4 separate regions of the Mus musculus genome follow, and all the other regions are linked to region 2. Evidence: chromatin contacts called from public Hi-C and promoter capture Hi-C data. All regions are on one chromosome and are shown on one strand. Each heading gives the region's core, a stretch centred on a gene start, on an enhancer-like site or on the middle of the called end of the contact. The rest is flanking DNA. Distances are from core to core; before and after follow the strand shown. Region 1 holds the start of Snx27 (sorting nexin family member 27). Region 2 holds the start of S100a10 (S100 calcium binding protein A10 (calpactin)). Region 3 holds the start of Prr9 (proline rich 9). Region 4 holds the start of Tuft1 (tuftelin 1).

Region 1 (5,459 bases), core at 689-3,188, 1.0 Mb before region 2:
GATGGGCTGGCCTCTGTGTCCCGAGTGCTGGGATTAAAGATGTGGGCTTGGCAAAAATAACTAGTTCTATCTGGGCATGTTGATGCACGCCTTTAATCCCAGCACTCAGGAGGCAGAGGCAGGCAGATTTCTGAGTTCAAGGTCAGCCTGGTCTATAGAGTGAGTTCCAGGACATCCAGGGCTACACAGAGAAACCCTGACTCGAAAAACCAAAAAAACCAAAAACCAAAAAACTAGTTATTTTAGCAGCAAGTTCTTTCCATCCAGTACTCAATTCAAAATAAATTATTCAAGTCCAAACCAGATTCCATCATTATGTTGAAGCAAAACTTATTCTATCTTTATTATTTCAGTATTTCAGAACTAACCAAGAGTCTTCATCAGCTTTGTTGTAAAACAAGGTTACTTTTATTCCTTTTGTTTATAATGCAAACCTTTCTTTTTAACCTTCATATGTATGCTCTAACTGTAGTGACTTTGTGTCTCCATTCAGTATGTTTCAAAATCTCTTAATCCCCCTATTGCTTCTTCTGTCCCTTGTAATCTTAAAAACTCTCCATGGCCAGTAAACTCTTTCAGGGGCTTGTTTGTTTTTATAAATTATCTGCTTCTTTTAGGTTCATAATTTTTTACTTGTGTAACCTCATCTACCAAGCAGGGACTGGGCTAGTGCTGTAAAGCGTTAATAAGTTCTAGATGTAAAGACTTGGTACATAGTCATGTTGAGAAAGGTAGTTCTTGGTGCTTCTCCTCTTCTTCTGCTGGATGCCAAGAAGGAAGACTCCTGGCTCGTTATCTCCAGGTTATTTCTCCGGTTGGGGGGTTGTGTTAATATGTCACTTTGGGAGATGAAGTAATGTCCCCCTCAGGACAAAGAGCAAGTCTACTGTATTCCTTTGTACAGAATGGCAACCTTTCCAAGTTGTGTGTCTTAGGCTCTGATACCTTAGGGGAACATCACTCATCAGAGCTCTTTATCTACATGGTGCTTGGTGGGGAAGAACTGAGAATACCTGAGGAGGCTGATACTGTTTCCTTTGTCTTTGCTTTGTGGAATCTTGTGTATTCTACAACATCTACTAAACAGGAATGGATTAACTAGTGACCTTATCAGTAGGGGGAAATCAAATACCAAAGTGGAGCAGTGATGGCGTAGATTGCTATGTGCATTATTTCTGTCATTACTTGCTGTCACCAGGCACCCAGCTCTATCAAGTTTATATCCTGCCAGATCGCCAAAAACACCAACTGCATGCTTTCTAAGAATTCTCTTGTGCTATTGGAAGAAATGAAATAAACAAGATAAAAGCAACTTCAAAACTCTTGCTAAATTAAAATTATTGACCACTTTAATATCCAGTTCTAAATCATGGAAGCTGTTGTTTTCCTCCACACATGCTTTTTTGTATGTCTGTATATAGCCGTGAAGTTGCAATAACATGGAAAAGAAAGTTGCGCAAAAACAGCTGAGCTTTAAATGCTGTTACATAATTGCTGCTTGACTTTGGTAACACTAAAGTTCCGTATCCTAATACTTGAAATAAGGAACCGAATTCACGATCTGGTTGTATCACTTGATTGCTGGGGCTTTGTCCAACATGAATATACAAATGAATAACCGATTCAAGATTGCAATGAATCACCAACTAGTGGTCGGGCATAATCCCAGCAATCAGGAGGCAGAGGCAGGTGGATCTCTGAGTTTGAGGTCGGCCTGCTTTACAGAGCCAGTTCAGGACAGCAAGGGCTACAAAGGGAAACCCTGTCTCGAAAAAACAAAACAAAAAAAGATTCTCATCATCCAACCAAGGAAACTTAACCAGAGCCCAAAGCCCAATAAACCACAACTCCCAGAAGGCTTTGAGCCCGGATGCGTCATGCACCATTTGCAGAACTACATCTCCCAGGAGGCCCTGCAGCGCCCAACCGTCTGCTTCTCCCGCCTTGCTCCCTTTTCCTCACCCCCTCGCAGCGCGGTGGCCCACTAGCTCCAGCGGTCGGCGGAGCGGGCGCGCGCCGGGGTCGCGCGGCTGCCGGAGGGGGCGGGCGCGCGCCGGAGGAGTGGAGGCGTAGGGGGGCGGGGGACCGCTCGCTTGCTCGCAAGATGGCGGACGAGGACGGGGAAGGTATTCACCCCTCAGCCCCGCACCGGAATGGAGGCGGCGGCGGGGGGTCTGGGCTCCACTGCGCCGGGAACGGTGGCGGGGGAGGCGGCGGCCCGCGGGTCGTGCGCATTGTCAAGTCCGAATCCGGCTACGGCTTCAACGTGCGGGGCCAAGTGAGCGAGGGCGGGCAACTGCGGAGCATCAACGGGGAGCTGTACGCGCCGCTGCAGCATGTGAGCGCCGTGCTGCCCGGGGGGGCGGCCGACCGGGCCGGGGTGCGCAAAGGGGACCGCATCCTGGAGGTGTGAGTATCGCTGCCGCCACGCCCCGTCCTCCTATCCTTCGCCTGTCCTGGCCCCGCACCCTGTCACCCAGGCCGCACCTCTCTTAGCTCGAGAGCCTGCCGCGACCCTCGCCCCCCGCGGGCCTTCGCGGCCCGGCTTGGAGCCTCCTGCTTTCCTGGCGTCTCCAGTTTGTGCTCTCCCTGCTGCTCCCATGCCTTTGGCTGCTCTCAACCCGTTTGCCTTCTTCTATAGCATGCCTCTTTCTGCCCCTTACTGAGGGAGTCTCCTTTCGACCTAGCCAGTACTGTGTCCTCCCCAACTTTTCATCTTTAGCATCATAGTTTCCTGGTCGCTGCCACTCCCCTCAGACCTTGTGGACTGTCCCTTCTGCCCTCTAGACCTGATAGGACCTGTGGTCAGCTCATTTTCCTCTGGAGGCATCATTTCTCCCCACCTTAACCCTCCACCCACTTTCCTTAGTTATTCCCCGTTATGATAAAAGCACACCGACATTTTTGCATCCACCGTTTGGCCTTTTCTCCCCTCTTCTTCTTTGTAGTCACACCATCTCGAGTATACCTTATCACATGCGTTTTTGGGGGAGGGGTTGCAACCTGATTTTCAGGCTAGCTTCTCCATGGCTACATTGCTTTTGAGTACAGCCTTTTCTGGCTCCCCGACTTCCCACGTGCACCACTCCTCACACCTTGGAGTTCGGTTTAATAGTGCTCCTAGCTCCTGCTTCCCTCAGACTGCAGTCGACTTAGGTCTTTGCCCGCTCCGTTTTCCTCCTGCTCTGTGCTATTGCAATCCTACACTTTAAATTTCTCGACGTAGCTTTCCCTTCTCTTTTTAAGGCCCCTTCTGCTGTTGCAACCCACCTTCTGCTGCAGTCTTCCTTCATCGAACTTGTTCAGGCTCACTTGTCACCACCACATCCCTTAAAGCTCCAGAGATGTTGTCTTGGCAGTTTGAACGCAGACCTCCACTGCCCTAAGCTGTGTTGTGGTTGTGATTTTGTACTTTGTCCTAAATTTGTATAGTGGTTGTTGGTTGACTTGTTGGCGCTGTGTGCTCTCATTGTCTCCATTCTCCTTCAATCCTGGATCTCTCCTTACTGCATCTATATTGTATCGCCCCCCCCTCCCCGCCCCCCACACGCAGCCTCTCCTTCCATGATGGGATTTACTCACACAAGTCTTTCTTCTTTTTAAATATTTCATTTTAATTGTAAGTTCCACAGCTGCCTGCTCTTCATTTTGTAAAACAGATTCATGTAAGAGCTGCACTTACAGAATCTTGGGAGTCTGTCCTTGTAAAGGAGCCCCCTTCCTCCAGGCCTTTCCCCCCCCTCCCATTTTTGTGCCCATTACTCTTACTCTGTTTCCTCGTCTTTTCCACTTCAAGAAAGAGTAGCTCACTAATGCATGTGTGTGGAGAGCTTGCACATTTCTTCTGACCTTTATGGAAAGAGATGCTTGTGGGGTTTTTGTTTTGTTTTGTTTTAAATTGCTATATTACAGACTATTTTCTAATATTTTCGGGTAGTATATTTTTAGTCTTTGTGGGTAGCATTAAGATACTGAATACAATAATGACTTTGCCTTCTAACTGGGTCCCTTGGTATTTATTTTCTAGAAAACGCAAAAGTTGTGACTGATGGTTTCTTCTGATAGAAACTTTTAGAATTGTCATTTTGCTTTCCCTGTGGAAATTAGCTTTGATTCAGCTCTTTATATTTAGTTTTAAAATATATACAGTTATAAGTGTATTAAAGTTCTAGGTCATTTGCTGTATAGGGTCCAAAATGATGAAACTACAGCTAATATCTACCAAGAGTGTTTAAACTTTTTACTCTTATTATAGTCTCCAGCAGAAATCCCAGCTGTAAACTAGCCAATGTAAAGAAGAGCTGAGGGATCCTGTGAATCCTTATGAGAGACTAGGAGCCTAGGAAGTAGAAGCTAATATTTTTTGGTACTGTCCTTGGTGGTGAGAGAAATTTTTCTAATTTTTGGTGGCAGGGGAAAAGAAATACTGCCTAGACAGTTGTTCCTGGAAGGTTGGTGATGATAAAAAGAAATCTTCATGGTATTGGTTTTGAGCTTTTTTTTTTTTTTTTTTTTTTGGTTTTTCAAGACAGGGATTCCTTTGAGCTTTTTGTATTCTGATTCAAAATTCTTTTTCAAAATTCAAAATTCTTTGAAACTCTGGTACCACTGTAGAAGTAACAGAGGTAACTAACAATTCTAAGCTAGTTTATAACTTCTGAGACTTCTGTATACCTCCCCCAACTCCCCCATTTCCTTAGACTTTTCAAGTAAGAGAAGAAAAAATCAACTAACTTTAGGGATTTATTTATATATATGAGGCAGAGTCCCATGTAGCCCGGGCTGGCCTCAGACTCTGCATGTAGCATCTGGTTGTCCTGCCTCCACCTGCTGAGTGCTAAGATTCCAGGTCTGTGCCACTTTGTTGGGCTTATGTTGTGCCGAGGATGGAACCCAGGGATTTAGGGCTTCATGCTTGCTAGGCAAGCATTCTACTCACTCAGCTACAGTTCCCAGCCTGAGCTTTTCAATTTGTCTTACCCAAATTCTTAATTAATCTTTCAGTTGTCCCTGGAAAGCTTTTCATGTTGATGAAAAGTGATAGAATCTGAGTTAGGGATAGGTTGGTTATTACTGTATATAGCTTTATCGTTGTGTGCCAAGTCACAGGCAGGTAGATGTCTGGGCCTTGATAATTGAAGTTTGAGATTTCTCCCTATTTTAAACTCCTTTCCCTATGTGCAGACAGCTTTTACTCCAGTTGTCATGTTGTCATTGTTTGGACAACTGGTAAAGGTGTGAAAGAATAGTAACATTTAAGTGGATCTAGACTTGAACATCAGCAAGAGGAGCCATTTCTTTGTGTTGCTCTTAGAGTCTGCTTACCCAAGCTCATTGACTCCTGGGATAATTGTTAAACTCGACTGGAGCCAGTATTGGCTCACTTTCTCCTTTTCCTTTCAAGGCTGGCTAGAGTCATGTTGCAGGGCTTGGTACCACAGTATGAAGAAGCCCTCTGG
Region 2 (5,909 bases), core at 3,299-5,798:
TCTGGCCTGATTCATCTGCATGATGTGGACAGCAGCAAGTTTATACTTCAAGGTGCACAATGGCATGAAATCCAGGGGAGCCCCTCCCCTTTTCCTATCTTATACTCCTTGGATCTGCCCCACCTCCCCAATCCTGGATATGGGTTTCTAATGGCATTGGCTGGCTCACAGAGAGTCTACCTTGCCTGGATTTATTTTAAAGCACAGAGTTTAAGAGAACTGAATTTCAGTCACCTAATGAAGGACATGGGATGCCACCTCAGTCCTTCAATCATTCAGGAAAGGAGCCAGATGCCAATGAAGTTTAAAGTCTGTGCCCACATCAGAGCCACAGAGCTTTCTGACCTCCTCTCAGAGCAAAGACTCCAGATTCCAGACATCCCAACTGTTAGAACCAGGTGGATATCCAGTGTATTTCCTCCCAGGCATCAGGAGAGTATACTGGAGAGTATACTGCAGAGCTAAAGAGGGTTTCCCCCTAAACAGGCCAATTTAGGACTCCTAGGAAATGCAAGCTGTAAGCAGAGGAAATCCTGGCCTCACTTGAATGTCCTCTTCAGGAGGGTGAAGTCAGGCTACCTTGCTGAGAGCTAAGGTCTGAGGTTAGTCCACTTCTTCCTGCCTTACCCAGAAGGCTATGAAGTGACAATGTTCCTCCCTGAAGCTTCACCTCTGCCCCAGGTCCTCCATCCCCAACTCCCCTGTTTTATTCCACACACAGAGCAGCCCACTGACTCCCTGCTAGTTCAAGATACTTGCAATAATAACACAGAGATAGAATCTGGCCAGAAAGTGAAAACAGAGTTGAAATTCACAGCATATGACCTTGATCCCAGAAGGCACTGACCAGGGCTATAAGAAAGGAGTTACTCTGGAGAAAGGTTTACAGTAATGCAAAAAATCCAGGTGTGGTAAGGGCAATCCCAAGAACTACGAACTGAGGACTCAGGAGTGAGATGGGGCTGAGACAGGAGAAATGGAGTTATCAGCCAGGCTGGGTTGTATAGACCCTTCGTCAAGAATCAAAACAACAAACAAACACGTGTAACAGAAATGTGAAAATGCTGTTCTCCTGGATAAACAAATGCATCATATTGTCCTTCTCTGGCAGAGTGGTCCTAACCAATCCCCCATTGCGTGCATTATAGGGGTCACTACGCTCTATAATCAGTTACTAGAATGAAAGCTTTTCAGGAACTTGAATCTGGCATCTCTACTCCACCTAACACCCCCCCAAACTTCACTCCAGATGGGGTGGGCCTTCCCCTTCTGATTGGGTAACACGTTATCATGAGGGCACTGGTCTGAGAGTTGGGGAAACCTACCTGATATATTTAGTCGGATACACCTGTTCACCTGTCTGCCTCGCCTCCAGAACTGTCTTAGTTAAGAACCACATATTATTCTGCTTTAGTTGAGACCACTAGATGACATTTGTTAAATGAATGACTCAAAGTAGAGGAGATACAGATGAAATTGTCTTTAGGCAGTTGACAGCTCAGAGCACAGCAGCTAAAGGATGAGTTCTGGGAAGGGGGGGGGGGGGTGGAGCCCTCAGCAGGGTTCACCTCTGAATGGAATGGCAGAGTATAGAGTACATTCCAGAAACAAAGGGATAAACTAAGTGTCCTGTTAAGCAGGTCTGGTCAGATCCACAGGCTTCTCACTTCTGCAGTTTCTCTTGGTTTCATTCATCACACCAGCCACTGCTTGGCCAGCTCTGCAGGAAAGACCCAGGCCTTACCCACTCACCTTTTACTGAACCGTTTTTATTCTGATGTCCGCCTACACCCTTCACGTTAGCCTGAGCAACCTGTCTTAACTGTCTCTTCCTCTGAAGGAAACAATTCCTGTTTTTGTTTCCTTTACAGCAAACACCTACTTTGCACACATTTCCTATGGTGTTCAATTCCAACAATGTTCTTATTTTCTGTCGGTCTTTAAGAGAGGGGCGTAGGGTGGGAATCCCTCTTCCTAAGCAATCCCAAATGTCTGTTCTGGACCTATGCCCAGGTCTAGGCTACAAATCTCAGAAGCTGGAGGCCTGATTTACTTTGTTCATCTGTATTTTTTCCATATCTTAATTTTCTTGAAGCCACCCAGAATTAATTAGGGTGTCAGTGAACACAAACATCCATTATTTTAAAACGTTTGTAGAGTTTCTGTTCTTTTGTTTAGGAGAATTTGAAGACCAATCCTTTTTTTTTTTTTTTAATTGAATCCAGAGGACATTTTTGAATCTGACCCTTACAGTATATTTGGGGTAGGAATGAAATGAAAACAATGGATTTTAGCTCAGACTTTCTCACCAACTAAAACTTGCATACTACAGACATGGTCTGCTAAAGGAAGCTCCAGATGCAATTCAATAGGAAGAAAGAACTCTAGCTCAACCAAGAGCATCCATTTTTCCATGAGGGGTTGTCATGAGTCAGCAACCCAACCAACAACATCAGCTACATGGACAAGTGAGAATTATTTAGTTGAAGGGTTGAAAGTTGTCTTTAAAAGTCAATCAGTCCCTCCCTGCCTCCCTCCAGGGGTGGTGGTCCTGAAGAGCTAGACCCTCACACTGCCAAGCCTGTTACTCCCTTTGCTTTTGAGGTGTGATTCCTAAGTTGTGAATCCTGAGAGCCCATCTTTCCCCAGCACTGTGAGCATTAATTTATTTCATAATTCTGAAAGAATCCTATTGTTCTCTTAGCTAGGCTTAAATGAATGGAATGTGTCCAAGGCATATCAAATACTTATGTATTTGCTGGGAGGTGGGGAGACATGACTCCATGACACACTCTCTCTCTCTCTCTCTCTCTCTCTCTCTCTCTCTCTCTCTCCTGTCAGTAGAAAGCAGGGAGGTATCCAGCCTCAGCCCCACCCAGCCCAGGGCCTGACCACATTGGGGTGACTGCTCAGAGGCTGGCCAGAGGCCAGGCATAAGAGGACAACGGCCCATTTGATGTTGTATTTAGGAAAAGCCAGGGAACAGCATCACTCAGAAATTAGGGGAACCCAAATAACTGCTCTATGCCAAGCAGACCAAAAACAAACAAACAAACAAACAAACAAACAAACAACACTACTCTTAGACTGTCAGTGACAGTGCATAGGCAATGGGAGGAGGACTAAGGTAAATGAAATTTCAGGGAGTTATATGAACTCCTCCTTCCTGCTCCAACGTCGGGCATTATCGTTTGCAATTTGCTGAAACACACCGAAGGCAAGCTCTCTGACAGAGAGTTTCTACCTAATTTGAAGTATAACATGCAAAAATCCACTCCTGGAAGCTGAAACTGAAGCTTGGGGAATGGGGGGGGCGGGGGGGAGAGAGACAGACTTGGAATGGTTCTGCCAGTCTAATTACTGCCCTTCCAGGCAGCTCAGACAAGAAACCCCTCCTGCAGGTTGGTGGCCAGTTAGTTGTGACTCATTTCCTCTTGGAAAATGCCCTGGAAGATGGCACAGTTCCTCTTTTCCTTCAGGGAGCGATCTGTTCAAACCATCCACAGAGAATCAGCAACCAGCTAGGCCACACCCAAGGTCTCACAGCTGAGTCACAGGCCACAGATCACTAGGAGAATCCAGGAACCCTTTGTGCTAGCCCCACCCTGCAGAATGTGTCTGGCTTTCCTGGGGTGGGGGGTGGGGGTAGGAAAATGAGGGAGGTGGGTCCTGTGGATTTCAGAATGTGGATCCGGGCTCTGCTGGTCTGTCACATTTCTGTTTTGCTTGCCACCCACTCAGCAATTTCTCCAGAGTCCTCCCAGGCAGGGCTAGGAAAGAGGTCAGTCATTCCTGTTGCCAAGCTCAGGCCGTGAAGCAGGTACGTCCCTCTCACTGCACCACATGAAAATTAATCCCAGACTGAAGATTCTTCACCAAGCCTGCTCTCTCGTTCCATCTCTCTCTGGTTCCCTTTATTTAATCCGAGTAGCTAGAGGAACACTTGGTAGAGAGACAGAAAGTCCTACTTTAAAGATCCTTCCGAAGCAACCTGGAATTTGCACTGAGGCTAAGGCAACAAGCAGAGCAGGGTCCTTCAGAAAGGGAATCCTCCAGCTGCCAAGCCTCCAGTCCTCCCTGGCCAAAGCGGCTCAAACAGCCTGAGCTCTGCCTGTAGCCTGAAGCTTCATGGAACTGCCAACTAGGACAGAGCGCAAGCAGGTTCTGCTAAACTCCAGTTAACTCTAAGACTAGTTGCAAAGTAGAAAAGATGAGAATGAAGAACCACATGCCGAAAAGGAGAACAGAACAGCGGCTCCAACGCCAGGATGGGGTAGCTCCAGACAAGACTGGCCTCCGCCCCAGCGAGTCTGGGGGCATCCGAAGCAGTGTGCGAGCTGGAGGGGTGGCCCCACCCAGGCTCGCGGGGCGCGGCTCCTCGCGAAGCCTGGCTGGAGGCCGAAGCAAGCGGGTGTGGGGTTCCCAGAGGGCAGATATTAGGTGCGGGACTCACCTGGGCCCCGAAGCGCAGCAGTCCTTGGAAGAGCTGGGCACACCACGATGAGGCTAGTGCCGAAGACCGCGCGTCTTTGTACGCGAGGCGGGTACAGAGGGCGGAGGCGCCCCGGAGCGGGAGGAGCCTGGAGGGCAGGCATCTGCCCTCCCCACCCATCCCTCCCTTCCTGCCCCCCACCCCGCCCCACCAGCGCTCTCTCTCTCTCTCTCTCTCTCTCTCTCTCTCTCTCTCTCTCTCTCTCTCTCTCTCTCTCTCTCTCCTTCTCTCTCCAAAACACAAGGCAACACACACGCACACACACACCCTTCCCACTCTGCCAACAGACTAACTTTGCCCGTCCCCAGGGACAGCCCTATTGTAAACGTCCCTGCGGAAGAATGCTCTTAGTATTTCAGGGCATTCTCATCCAGGGCCGTGCCCTTCCTCTCAGGTTTGATTTTAGAAAGTGGGTGAGTGTAGAAATAAGAATCCAGCCGTCTCGGGAGGCACAATGGCCAGAACCAGAGCCAAGAGCCTCTGCGAGAACCTGCAGGGTTAGGAATAATTTCCTAGATAAGCAGGAGGAACGCTTCTACACCTAGCTTGCTCTAGGACCTGGTCTTGGGGTCGCCTGTGTTGAGTGCAGAAGCAAGGCCCCTGGGCTTCAGCCTAGCCTTGCCACCACTGAGTGGTGAGGATCAGGGCGTGTCCTAGTGCTTGTCAGCTTCAGGAGCTTCTTTGTTACAGGGTTCACCTTTCCTGGTACAGTTTGTGATTTTGCTTGGTCGATAGTTTCAGCTGTGGCCAATATTACTAAGATCTGTTTCGGAGCCCCCTTCTTGACTCTACTTGGCTCTAAAAAGCTCTTTGGAAGAAACTTCTGGAAGATATTTAGAGACGACTGAAGTGTATCCTAACTGACAACCACACCCTTCCCTGATACTTAACATTATTTGTGGTTTGGGATTAAATGCAGTTATTGGTGACACAGCCCAGTCCCTAGCACTGGGGTTTCCCCTGTTCCCAGGGGAAGTCCTAGAAAGGATGAGAGATTCCAAAGGGATAAACAGAATTAGGGAATTCTCTATGCGCCACCACGTGACAGTCTCGGCAGAGGTCAGGAAAATCCAACTTGGATCAGCTCTGTTTTCTCCAGGGTCTCTGAAACCTCAGTTCTGGCTCTTCAAAAGCAGTTTTTCCTTCCAAATCTTCCCACAGGCCTCCCCAGGTCGTCGCAGCTGTGGAGGAAATCTCAGGGAAAATGTGATCGAATTTAGAATACTCCTACTCACTGGTTTTCTGGGGCATGAGCCTTAGAATGTTTAGTTTGTGCTAGAGCCTGTTGATTCAGAGATGGGGAATCAGTTTCTTCTTTCAAAGAGCGCCGAGGTTTCTGAAGATATTGTAAACAATTCCCTATGGTTGATGAGCAGTACAAGAATGTTGGACAGGGGCTTCTAAGGCCCCATAGTGG
Region 3 (5,241 bases), core at 696-3,195, 1.4 Mb after region 2:
GAATACTATTTTCCCTTAAATATTAATATTTAGTTAAATAATTTAACGTTGTATTTTCTATTAAAAGTTTTCACCTTACTGGCTTCCAAAGTTCACACTGTTCATTGAATTGTGTTGAAGTTCAGGGTAAATAGCCCTAACCCCCTCCCTCACTGCTCTGTCTTTGGGGGGCCTGCTCTACTTCTTAGATTGTACTTTGGATTTTTTTTTTTTGTTGTTGTTGTTAAAGCAAATTGTCATTTCTTATATCACTTTTAAAAGCCTATGTACTCTATCTTGTATATTGTACATGAATTTTCAGACGAATTGTTTTAGCAGAAGAGAAAGAAACGCTCTATGGTGGGACTGAAGCCTTTGAGTAGATTCTCCTCTGCTCACTGTTTTTGTATATCCACCCCTGTATTCCTTCATAGATGTATGTACATATCAATAACCACTTATCTTCTCTTGTCTTCCAGTTATCATATATGTGATGTTTTTCACGGTTTAGAACTTACAACCAAGAATAGTATGATCTTGCATAAGAATTTCTAACCACTGCTCACAGTCAGCTATTGGATGGATCACAGGGCCCCCAATGGAGAAGCTAGAGAAAGTACCCAAGAAGCTAAAGGGATCTGCAACCCTATAGGTGGAACAACATTATGAACTAACCAGTACCCTGGAGCTCTTGACTCTAGCTGCATATGTATCAAAAGATGGCCTTGTCGGCCATCACTGGAAAGAGAGGCCCATTGGACATGCAAACTTTATATGCCCCAGTACAGGGGAACGCCAGGGCCAAAAAGTGGGAGTGGGTGGGTAGGGGAGTGGGGGGGAGGGTATGGGGGACTTTTGGGATAGCATTTGAAATGTAAATGAGGAAAATACCTAATTAAAATATATATATAAAAGAATTTCTAACCACACCACTAAATGCCATATATATTACAAACATAAATATTATGGGGCTTCATAAATAAGTAAATTTCTTTCTAGTTTACAGTGACTCTTGAAAGGTGATATACTTGAGTGTAGTGTGAATACTGCTGTGACCAGAGAAGACGGGCTCTTCAAGTAAAAGTGACAGGACATAGAAAAAAATGGATATATTGCTTTGAAACTTTTCCTTCCACTCCCAGTTTTCATTGGCCTAAACTTGACAAATTCTCCAGGAGGCAAAGAGATAGTCTCACCTTGTTCCAACTTGTTTCCTTGGTCACATGGAAATTTCTACCTTTCAAAGGAAGAATAACTCAAAGTAGAGAAAATAAGGACAGTCTCTTCTCTTTTCCCCTTCACTATATTACCTGACTAAAGAGCAGGACTTTTATACAGGAAAAAACTTTATTCTGCCTAGGACACTGTGGATCCTCCGCTTAGAACCCCAGAGCAAGCCATTTACCTCAGGTCTGAATGCCTACCTCCAAGCCAAGATCAGAGTCTACCTCAATGTGTAGAACCATGAATTGAGATCAACTAGACAAAATGTATGAAAGGGTTTTATGCTTCATGTAGGAATATCCAGTGGAAATGTATGAAATAAGCCATACAAGTTCATAACTCAGACAGACTCCAGGCTTTAGGCATGGATTCTTCCTGTTGGCAAAGATGTGATGAGGATGGTAGATCTTATCTCTTACCACATCCTGAAACAGTATGAGGAGACAAGAGACTTCAGCCCTGGTTTAACAGACAGATAACATTTTATGGACATTCTTTTTCTGCTGCCTCTAATGAAAGAGTCATGTGTGAAGCTCCTCCCTGCTGAGGTCTGGTGAGAACCCAGAGGCCAAAATGTAGGCTGATTAACAGGCATCACAGCAGTGACTCAAACCATTCGTGATTTCAAACGAAGCTTGTTACGGTGACACCACAATTACGACTTTAGCCCACGTGGCCTGTCAGTCCTCCAGGAGGCTATACCAAGCACTGTATAAAAGTCCCCACCATCCTAGACTCCACAGTCCACATCCTTCATTGAATCTCATTGAAGATCAGGTAAGCATTTCCTTTCTCATTCTCTCTCTCTCTCTCTCTCTCTCTCTCTCTCTCTCTCTCTCTCTCTCTCTCTCTCTCTCCTTCCCTCTCTCTCCCCCCCTCTCTTTCCCTCCTTTCTCCCCTCTCTCCCTCCCTCCCTCCTCTCTGGTATTCATTCCCTTAATCCCTGATGTTCCATCTCTGAGAGGCCACCACTGTTCTGTTTCTATCCTAGACTGTACTTTCTACTACTGTTTTTAGACAGATTGCCATTTCTTGATCCATTTAACTATCTCATTTATTCTGCTTAGTGTTTTGTACATGGTTTTTAAAAATTAGTAATTAGATTTTGTGGAAGGACTGGACAAAAGCACAGGAGAATAGGAGAATACCTTCATCTTGGAAACAAGTATCAAGGGAATCTATGATAGGGATTTTAAAAAAAGGAATAAAAATCAGACTTGGATTTAATTATCTTCTCCCCCTATCCCACTCGCAATCTTTCACACTCATGCACTCCTTTCTAGGTCCCAGCCTTGGTGTTTTAATGTAAAATGTCTCAAATTTTCTGTTTGTTTTCAGGCTCTTCAAATCACCTGAAATGTCTTTCAATGATCAACAGTGCAAGCAACCATGTGTGCCACCCCCATGTCTTCAAAAGACCCAAGAAAAGTGCCAGGCACAAGCTGAGGATGTGTGTGTCTCCTCATGTCAGGACCCCTGCCAAGATAAATGTCCACAACAAGCTCAGGAAGTATGTGTTTCTCAGTGCCAGGAGTTAAGCCAAGGAAACTGCCCACAACAAGGCCAAGATCCATGTCTACCTCCAAGCCAAGACCAGTGCCTTCCTCAGTGTGCGGAGCCATGCCAGGAGCTAGCACAAACAAAATGTGTGGAGGAGTTCCCACAGAAGGTACAGGAGAAGTGTTCATCCCAGAGCAAGGGGAAGTAGCTGCTCAAATGCCATCTGGAGTCAAGAAGATGGCCAACAGAAGAAAATACAACCCCAGTCCTACGGTGACCTTCTCCTGTGGGTATCTCTGTGTAAGATACTGTCTTGTCTCCTGACTTCCTCAGTATTCCAGGACTTGGTCTGTACCTCTGAAGATAGTTCTCTGTATTTTATTAACCTCTGTGAATAAGTGTTCTCAGCAGCTGGCAGACGGTCAAGAGTATGGGAATGTTGTGGTTATTGAGGCAGACCATCAAAGCCTAACACAACTCTCCTGGGGCAAAACCTCACTTAGCCCCTGGTACATAATGGCCAAGGATGCCTTTGTCCATCTTTCAGAGTGCAAGTATCTCTTTCAAGCCTCAAGAGAATCTGAATTTAATGGCTTTATGGTGAGCATCACCACTACAATGAGTATGAAGAAATTGGTGATGCTACAAAATCAAAAATGGTTTAATTTTGTTTGTGCATCCTAACCAAAAAAAAAAAAATAGCTGAACATTGTAATGTGGTCTGTGCTTTGTAAAATTCAAATGAAATGTTTTAAAAGACATAATTCAAACAGCCTATAAGAAACACAAGTTGGGATCTTTAGATCTTTGTCAGTCTTTGTGCTTTGTAGATGATCTGCTTTGGACCATTTGGTGTGAGAGGGCTTTGGATACTATGATTCATCTTTAGTTTGTGTTTCTGGGATAGGAGCTGGCTTCTCTCCAACTTCCTTGCCTTTCCCCCTTGGTGGAAGTAAAATATATAATAAAGCTCTTTCTAAGGCTGATTTCTGATGTGATGTATGTCTTTTCCTTACCTCGGCTGTCTTTTTGGGAATTATATTCTCCTTTTGGAAATAAGTCTGTAGAAAGAATGAAAACCCATCTCACAGATACACAAAACATCAGCAGAAAGACCTCTTTTAGATCGCATAGACCAGCATCCAGACAACCTCTCCAGGCTCATTTGCACACACTTCGTATATTAGAAAATGTAGCAAAAGCTGACACCTTCCCATGCTGAAAACCTCAGGTCCAGGTTCTTTCCACAATAGTCTACTCACTGTTTAGTGTGGTTTCCAGAGGGAAGGACTGAAACGGGAAGTAGAGAAATTGTGTGGAAGAGCTACCCCAAATAAACTCATGGACAGCTACAAATAGCAGAGAGAAATAAAGGTGCCTTTGAGATTAATCAAACGTGAGGACCAAAATTATTTGTCCTGTCATTTGGCCAGATTTCAGTGAAGTTAAAGTAGGTGACCTGGTTTTGTTATGGTGCCCTCCCCCCAACTAAGGACAAACTACAGCTGTGAACATGTATATAAGGTCCAAGGAGGTGCTGCACTGGCATGAAAGAGCCAAAGGCCAGATCCTCATTTCTTCATGAATGCCCTGACCCGGCCTGTAGGGAAGATGTATCAAGGCCTGGCCTCAGAGTAGAACAGGTACTCCTTACCCATCCCCTGCCTTCTCCCACTCTCTGTCACCCTGAGGGAAGGAGATGGAAGGTCATTTGGAGAACAGGTTTAACTTCTTTAACTCATCTGAGGATCCTCTGGCACATAGATCATACTGGTCTCACAAATTTAGAGTTTTTTTTTTTTTAGGATAAGACACAATTTAATAAAATAAGACAGAATTTGAGGAAAGGTTTCAAGGGGGCAATGCAGAATAGTATGCAGGTGATATAGGCCACATCCTGAGTTTTGTGCATTCTCAACAAGATTCTCACAACAGCTTCAGGGAGTTCTGCTGCCCCCTAGTAAAGACCATGTTTGACCGTACGTAAGGCCCTGTAATTCAGAATGCTAACCCAGCCACTCTGAATCCTGACCACAGCTCTTATTGGCATGGCAAAGGTTCATGTGACACTCAGGGAGGTTTTCAATTATCTCTCATCCTCATAAGCCGTATCCAGTCATTTTCTGAATGCCAGGCACTCTGCCAGTTTCTGGAGAGATGATGAGTCAAAAGGTCAGTATCCCTGTGCAGAGCCATAGCTGTCTTTTTCTGCCAGCCACTTCCACCAACATCTTTTCCCCAACTTCCCTGAGCCTCTCAACTCCCTGACCATCTCCAGATGCCTGAGTTAAAGTTCTTTTGCCCCACTGACTGGCTGAGTAGTTTTTTTTTTTTTTTCTCGCCCATATTTTTGCACTGAAAGTATTCCATTAATCTCCAGGGCCTAATTGATTCATAGATGAATCCTGCAAAAAGATCCCCAAAATCCTATTATTGAGACTTCTACTAAACTGACAAATCTCACTGCTATATCTCTAGCTTGTCTCAAGTACAGCAAAGGTCTCTGTTCACTAACACTAGAGGCACCCATTGTGATCC
Region 4 (5,620 bases), core at 788-3,287, 1.1 Mb before region 2:
CTTCTGTGGGAACCAACAGATCCTTGCTTTTCTCAAGAAGTGGGCCCTGTTTCAGAGCCTCGCCTGGGGTTGGAAGCTGACTCTCAGTAGAGATGGGAAGGGGTCATGGAGAATATATTCCTCCTTTGAGTTTTGGGGCATGCCAAGCTCTTGTGGGTGAAGGTAATGGGGATGGTTTGCCTCTTATCTCCAAAGTAAGTTCTGGTCTCATCAATGACTTCTATATCATGATTTAAAAGAAGATATTCTGCAGATCAGATATTTTCTCCCAATCCAGCCTTGGTTTAATTTTAAATTAAATATTAAAAATGGCATATCTATATGAAATTCTTGTCTTCATTTTTCTGGTTAATTTGAAGGCCTACTCCAAAAGTTTTTTTTTCTTTTCTCTCTTTTTTTTAACGTGTGTGTGTGTGTGTGTGTGTGTGTGTGTGTGTGTGTACACATGTGAATACTACATTTGTAGAGGTCAGAAAACAACTTTTGAGATAGAACATCTTTTCTCATTTTCCACAGTGTGAATCCTGGGATTGAACACAAGTGGTCAGGAGGCTTGGCCACAGGCACCTTTCCCTGCCAAGTAGATCCTATTCCAAGAGTCCTTGAAACTGTACATTAAAATGAGGCTTTAGCTCATTTTTTAGAGGTCTCTTGTGGCTGATCAGGCATCTAGGAAACAGACTACTTGTAGTAGAACCATCCTGTCCTAAGAAGCTCTGGGAATAGCTTATACAGAGTGCTGTATGAGTTACTTGTCTGCTGCTGTAATAGAAAACAACAGTCAAGACAGGTTAAATAAAGAGGTGTGTATTTGAGCCTACAGTTCCAGAGGGGTAAGAGGTCATCGCCATCATGGTAGAAAGGTGATAGCTGAGATCTCAAACCACAAGCAGGAAGCAGAGAGCAAAGTAGGAATGGTGGGAGTCTTTGAACTCTCAAAGCCTGCCCCAGTGACTTGGTTGTCCAGCGAAACTACATTTCCGCAATCCCCCAATTAGTACCTCCAACTGGAAACCAGGTATTCAAATGACCGAGCCTGGTGGGGGGGGGGGGGGCTTTCCCAGTCAAAGAACCACAAATGCCTTTTTTGAGGATAGAGAAAGGACCAGAATTGAGTTTTTCTCCTATTCTGGTCACTGATGTCCCTAGTGATTATCTTCCAGGTATAGACAGAGCTTTGTATCCATTCATCACTGGCAAGTGACTCAGAGTCCAGTCTAGTCCCCGCCCACCTCGTTTCCCCACACCCACCCTAACACTTTAAGGACCTAGATGTTCACCAAAACGAATTGCTACCTCTAGTGGTACTGCCTATTCAATCGGATTAGACCTTACACACCGCGCCTGCTGTCCCTGTGACCATCACACAGTGAGATAGCCTTCTACCAGAGGTCAGCCCTCAAGATCCCAGCCTAAGCTTGGGAAGCAACTGCCTTTGGTGCCACTAAGACTCTTTCTCTAGGGTGCAAATTCCTTTTAAGGTCATGTGTCCCGCCTCTCCCTACCATATAAGTCTAGTTTCTGCAAAGCAAGCCCCACCCAGAGCTTAGCTGGCTTTGACTTCGACCTGGGCTACTTGCCAGGAAAAAGCACCTGCCAGACTGGCTTAGACTAGTCCGAGTGAGCTGGTCTTTGGTGCCTGCCTTTCTACCTGTGTGGTAGAACTCTGAGGAAAGATGTACTCAGCTCTAAAAAGCCTACAGGCTGGCTTACATTTCAGGAAAGACCACAGAAGCTTGTGCAAGCCCCAACTCAGACGACCAGACCGATTCTTTCCCGCACCGAACCTGGAAAACTGAAAGGAAAAAGACCAATGAGATACCACAAGATACCTTGTCGTACCCTTAGTAAAATTCCTAAGCGGTCACCCGACCTTCACTCCCAAGCCTCACCTTTACGTAAATCGTCCATAGCACGGGTAGGCGAGTCCTGAAGCCTCTTGGCACCGCCCACCTCTCGCTTCCGCTCTACCTCATTGATAAATACCGCCCTGGGCGTGGCCCATCTTCAGCCCCGCCCCCGACGCGCCTATACTAGGGGGCGGTTCCGCGCGCGCACCCGCCTGCCGGCCTAGTTTCCCCGGGACCTCGGAGTTGAGGAAGCTCATACGACCTCCGCGTGAAGATGAACGGGACGCGGAACTGGTGTACCTTGGTGGACGTGCACCCGGAGAGCCAGACCGCGGTAGGTCGTCACCTTCACCCCGCCTTCCCACTCAGGCACAGTGGCTTTCCAGCTCCGCCGCTCGCGTGCCTCAGGCTCAGGTAGCCCATTTCACCTGACGCCGGGCTCAGTGCGGTCAGCCCCGCGTCGCTCCGTGGGCTTTTTCCTTTGCCCTGTGGCGGACTGTGGAGTGGGAAGCACAGGACGAAACACTGGCAGCTCCAGGGCTGGGGAGGTCCTGTCCTTGGCGCGGACACTGTAGCCCCGGCTCGGGCATGGGGCGCGTTACTCAGGCGTCTCGTGGGCAGCTAGATTGGGTCGTGGAAGACGCTCGAGGGACCGGATCCCTGCGCTGTTTCGGACGTTGCGCCGGCCCAGGTGGGTTACGCCTTTTCGCGTTTCCCGATGGCCTCAGAACCCCTTCAAAGACTTCTGTGATGGCGATCCTTTTACTAGGAAAGGGGGCAGAGGGTCGAATCCTAGGAGAGAGGGGAGAGCATGAGTGGGCGGGATAGGTCTCAGACAACTACGGAATTGGTACCAGATTCTACCTTTCGCCCAGAGGATTTATGGAGCTCTCCGCTCGACGGTCACCTCTTTTGGATTTCTCCTTTTTTTTTTTTTTTAAATCTTGCTTTTCTGGTCCCCAACCCCCTTTCAGCCAGCCAGTAGCTTCCTTGGTTTTGCTTTCATGTCCAGATGCCAAGTCCCTGTAGGGGAATAAGGGGATGCTGCGGAACTCCAGTGGAGAACTGAACCCACCTGGAGTGGGTTAGGGAGAGAGAGGGGGCATTCTCCAGTGCAATCCAGTCTGCCCTGCTCCCTTTATGCCCTCCTCACTCCCTCACTCCCTTTATGCCACCCTCAACTGACCACATATTTTTTTTTCTCTCCAGAGGGAAAGGCCTGTAATTTGATGCTGCATGTTTCTAGTCGTTGCTGGGGGATCCAAATACTCCATAGATCTGTGCTAATTAATTTATTTCCAAGTTGTTGTGGAGAATGAAATGAGAGCCAAAGTGATGGGGAGTTTGCGCCCCCACCCCCCCCATCTGATTCCTATGCGCCTGCCTGTCTCAGCATGTCCTTGAGGCAAAGCTAACCCAGCTACAGCTGGATTATGGCTCTTCAAAGAATTGTTGTAGAATGGGTGCTCATTTGAAGTTCAGAGTACAGCTGATCATTGAAGTCTGTTCACTGTCTCCTTCGACATTTTTGCCTAGAAATATGGAGGTTTCTTTCACATTACAAGTTTTGACATTGCCCAAAGCCCAGCCCACCCCCCAGCCTACCCCAGGTAAGAGAGGTTGACCAAATCAGATAAACAAAACCAAAGTCCAGCCAACAACTAGTCATATCCTATTGTCCCAGCCTCAAGTGCTCCATGCTCTTGGTGCTTTGGAATGGTTGAGTCAGGGAAAGAACATGGAATGAATAAAAGGGGTCATGGGCTTTAAAAAAAAAGAAAGAGGAAGAAGAATCATTTATTGTATTTTTATGCATACACTGTAGCTGTCCTCAAACACATCAGAAGAAGGCGTCAGATCCCATTACATATGGTTGTAAGCCACCATGTGTTTGCTGGGAATTGAACTCAGAACCTCTGGAAGAGCAGACAGTTCTCTTAACCACTGAGCCATCTCTCTAGACCCATGAGCTTCTTTTAGACGTAGAAAAAAGACCCACCTCATATAGAAGAAGGATCTTTAAAACCACAATCCTGGCAGTACAGAGAAGGATATGTCACCCGTTGCTGTCCCTTGATGCTTTTCTTTCTTGTTTGTTGGGACAGAAAGCAGAGGTAGAAAATAGCAATATGTCAGAGGGGAGACAGACTAGACTTGTGACTTATTTTATGGCTGGGCGGTGGTGGCGCACACCTTTAATCCCAGCACTTGGGAGGCAGAGGCAGGTGGATTTCTGAGTTTGAGGCCAGCCTGGTCTACAGAGTGAGTTCCAGGACAGCCAAGGCTACACAGAGAAACCATGTCTTGGGAAAAAAACAAAAGAGGGAGATAGAGAGACTTATTTTATTATAAAGCCAGGAGTGAAATAACCCTTGCCTGGTTTACTCTTGGAGACATTCCTGGGCTCATGAGGAAGGGCAGAGAGTAAACAATCAGTCAGTCAGGAGGCAGGCTTTGTCCTGGATTCTTCTCCTCTGAGCCAACCTGTAAATAAAATTTATGGCTCTGGACAGTCCCTGGGAACCTGTCATGTCGTCAGTCATGTACTCATACCATTGAGCATGCTCAGTGAGGGTGCAAAAGCTGTGAGCAAGGAAACGATTCAACTGATTTATGTGGTGCTGGGAGTTGAACCCAGGTCTTTGGCCACACCAGACAAGCATTTGTCTAACTGAGCTACATCCCCAACTCTATCTTTGTTTATTGGGAGTGCCTTTTTCTTCCGTAATCAGCTGTTTTTATTCCTGTTACTAAGAAACAAACAAAAACATAGTGGAAAAGCTGGGCATAGTGGTAAAAGCCTTTAATCCCAGAACTTGGAGGGCAGAAGTTGATGGATCTCTGTGAGTTTGAGGCTAGCCTGGTCTACATAGTAAATTTCGGGCCAGCCATGACTACATAGGAAGACTTTATTTCAAAACAAAAACCTTAGTGGAGGAGAAATAGCATTTAAAAAAAATAATAACTAACATGCCAGAGCGATGGCGAGGATAGTCTTTCTGACAAAAGCTTTGTGTCAGCTGTATGTATGTTTAATGGGATTAAAGGTGCAAACCACCTTATCTGGTTGTAAAGTGTATTTTAATGTCAAAAGTATTTGTTTAAAAGTGACATTGGTAAGTTATTGGCATATAAAGTACAAATAAATCTCAAACCCATTAGACAATCCTGTTACCTTCCTTTGGCTAAAGTAAACAGCAGAAAGTAACCTAGCTAGCTAAAGAGGAGTTTACTAGAAGGAAAAGATCAGGGCCTAGAAGTTAAAGGAAAGCTTCAATTAAAAGGTCCGAACCGAGGCAGTCCAGGACAGTAATGTGGATGATCCCTGCTTCTGGATGATTCTGGCCAGTTCAGGTCATTTTGCCATCCTTCTGAGATTCCAGGGAAAGGGGCCATTGTCCCCTGAGATTATCCTTAAGTAGGAATGGGCAGGGGTCCTTGATTGGCAGGGTTAGAAGATTGTCTAGTGAAGGATGACATGCTCCAGAGCAAAGCCAGATGTCACCAGTGGGGGACCGTGGAGGCAGTGTATAAAGGAGCACATGGCCACATGGAGTCTGCGTGGGTGACCTCTGCCTGCCTTCTCCTTCGCTCCCTCATTTTCTCCCTCCCTTTGACTTTTTAAATGGAAAGAATATATGTTAGAGGGATAGAGAGATGGCCCAGTCGTTCTAGGCACTAGGTACTGTTACAGAGAGACCCTGGTATGATTTTCTGCATCCACATAGTAGCTAACAACCATCCACAATTTCAGTTCCAGGAGATCAGGT

The links. Promoter capture Hi-C pulls out the DNA fragments that hold promoters and counts their contacts. A called contact is a pair of places that touch in the nucleus more often than the background predicts.
Region 1: a promoter capture Hi-C map of pre-B cells shows a contact between it and region 2. The contact joins the promoter of Snx27 here to the promoter of S100a10 in region 2. A contact is called at or near these places in 2 of 39 promoter capture datasets (cranial neural crest and pre-B cells).
Region 3: a Hi-C map of the N1E-115 cell line shows a contact between it and region 2, with 4 times the contacts expected there. The contact joins the promoter of Prr9 here to the promoter of S100a10 in region 2. A contact is called at or near these places in 1 of 39 promoter capture datasets (hippocampal neurons) and 1 of 484 Hi-C or Micro-C datasets (the N1E-115 cell line).
Region 4: a contact with region 2 is called in a promoter capture Hi-C map of pre-B cells, with 5 times the contacts expected there. The contact joins the promoter of Tuft1 here to the promoter of S100a10 in region 2. A contact is called at or near these places in 1 of 39 promoter capture datasets (pre-B cells) and 1 of 115 datasets of contacts at active chromatin or transcription factors (extraembryonic endoderm stem cells).

Annotation. Positions count from the first base shown.
Region 1 is chr3:94,579,195-94,584,653 of GRCm38.p6, reverse strand. Snx27 (sorting nexin family member 27) reads left to right here and starts at 1,938. Exons shown (of 12, transcript NM_001082484.2): 1 at 1,938-2,409. The coding sequence starts at 2,105.
Region 2 is chr3:93,553,756-93,559,664 of GRCm38.p6, reverse strand. S100a10 (S100 calcium binding protein A10 (calpactin)) reads right to left here and starts at 4,548. Exons shown (of 3, transcript NM_009112.2): 1 at 4,454-4,548.
Region 3 is chr3:92,120,651-92,125,891 of GRCm38.p6, reverse strand. It overlaps Prr9 (proline rich 9), which reads left to right and starts at 1,945. Exons shown (of 2, transcript NM_175424.3): 1 at 1,945-1,980; 2 at 2,542-3,688. The coding sequence starts at 2,561. The coding sequence ends at 2,911.
Region 4 is chr3:94,655,289-94,660,908 of GRCm38.p6, reverse strand. It overlaps Tuft1 (tuftelin 1), which reads left to right and starts at 2,037. Exons shown (of 13, transcript NM_011656.3): 1 at 2,037-2,184. The coding sequence starts at 2,125. It also overlaps the pseudogene BC021767.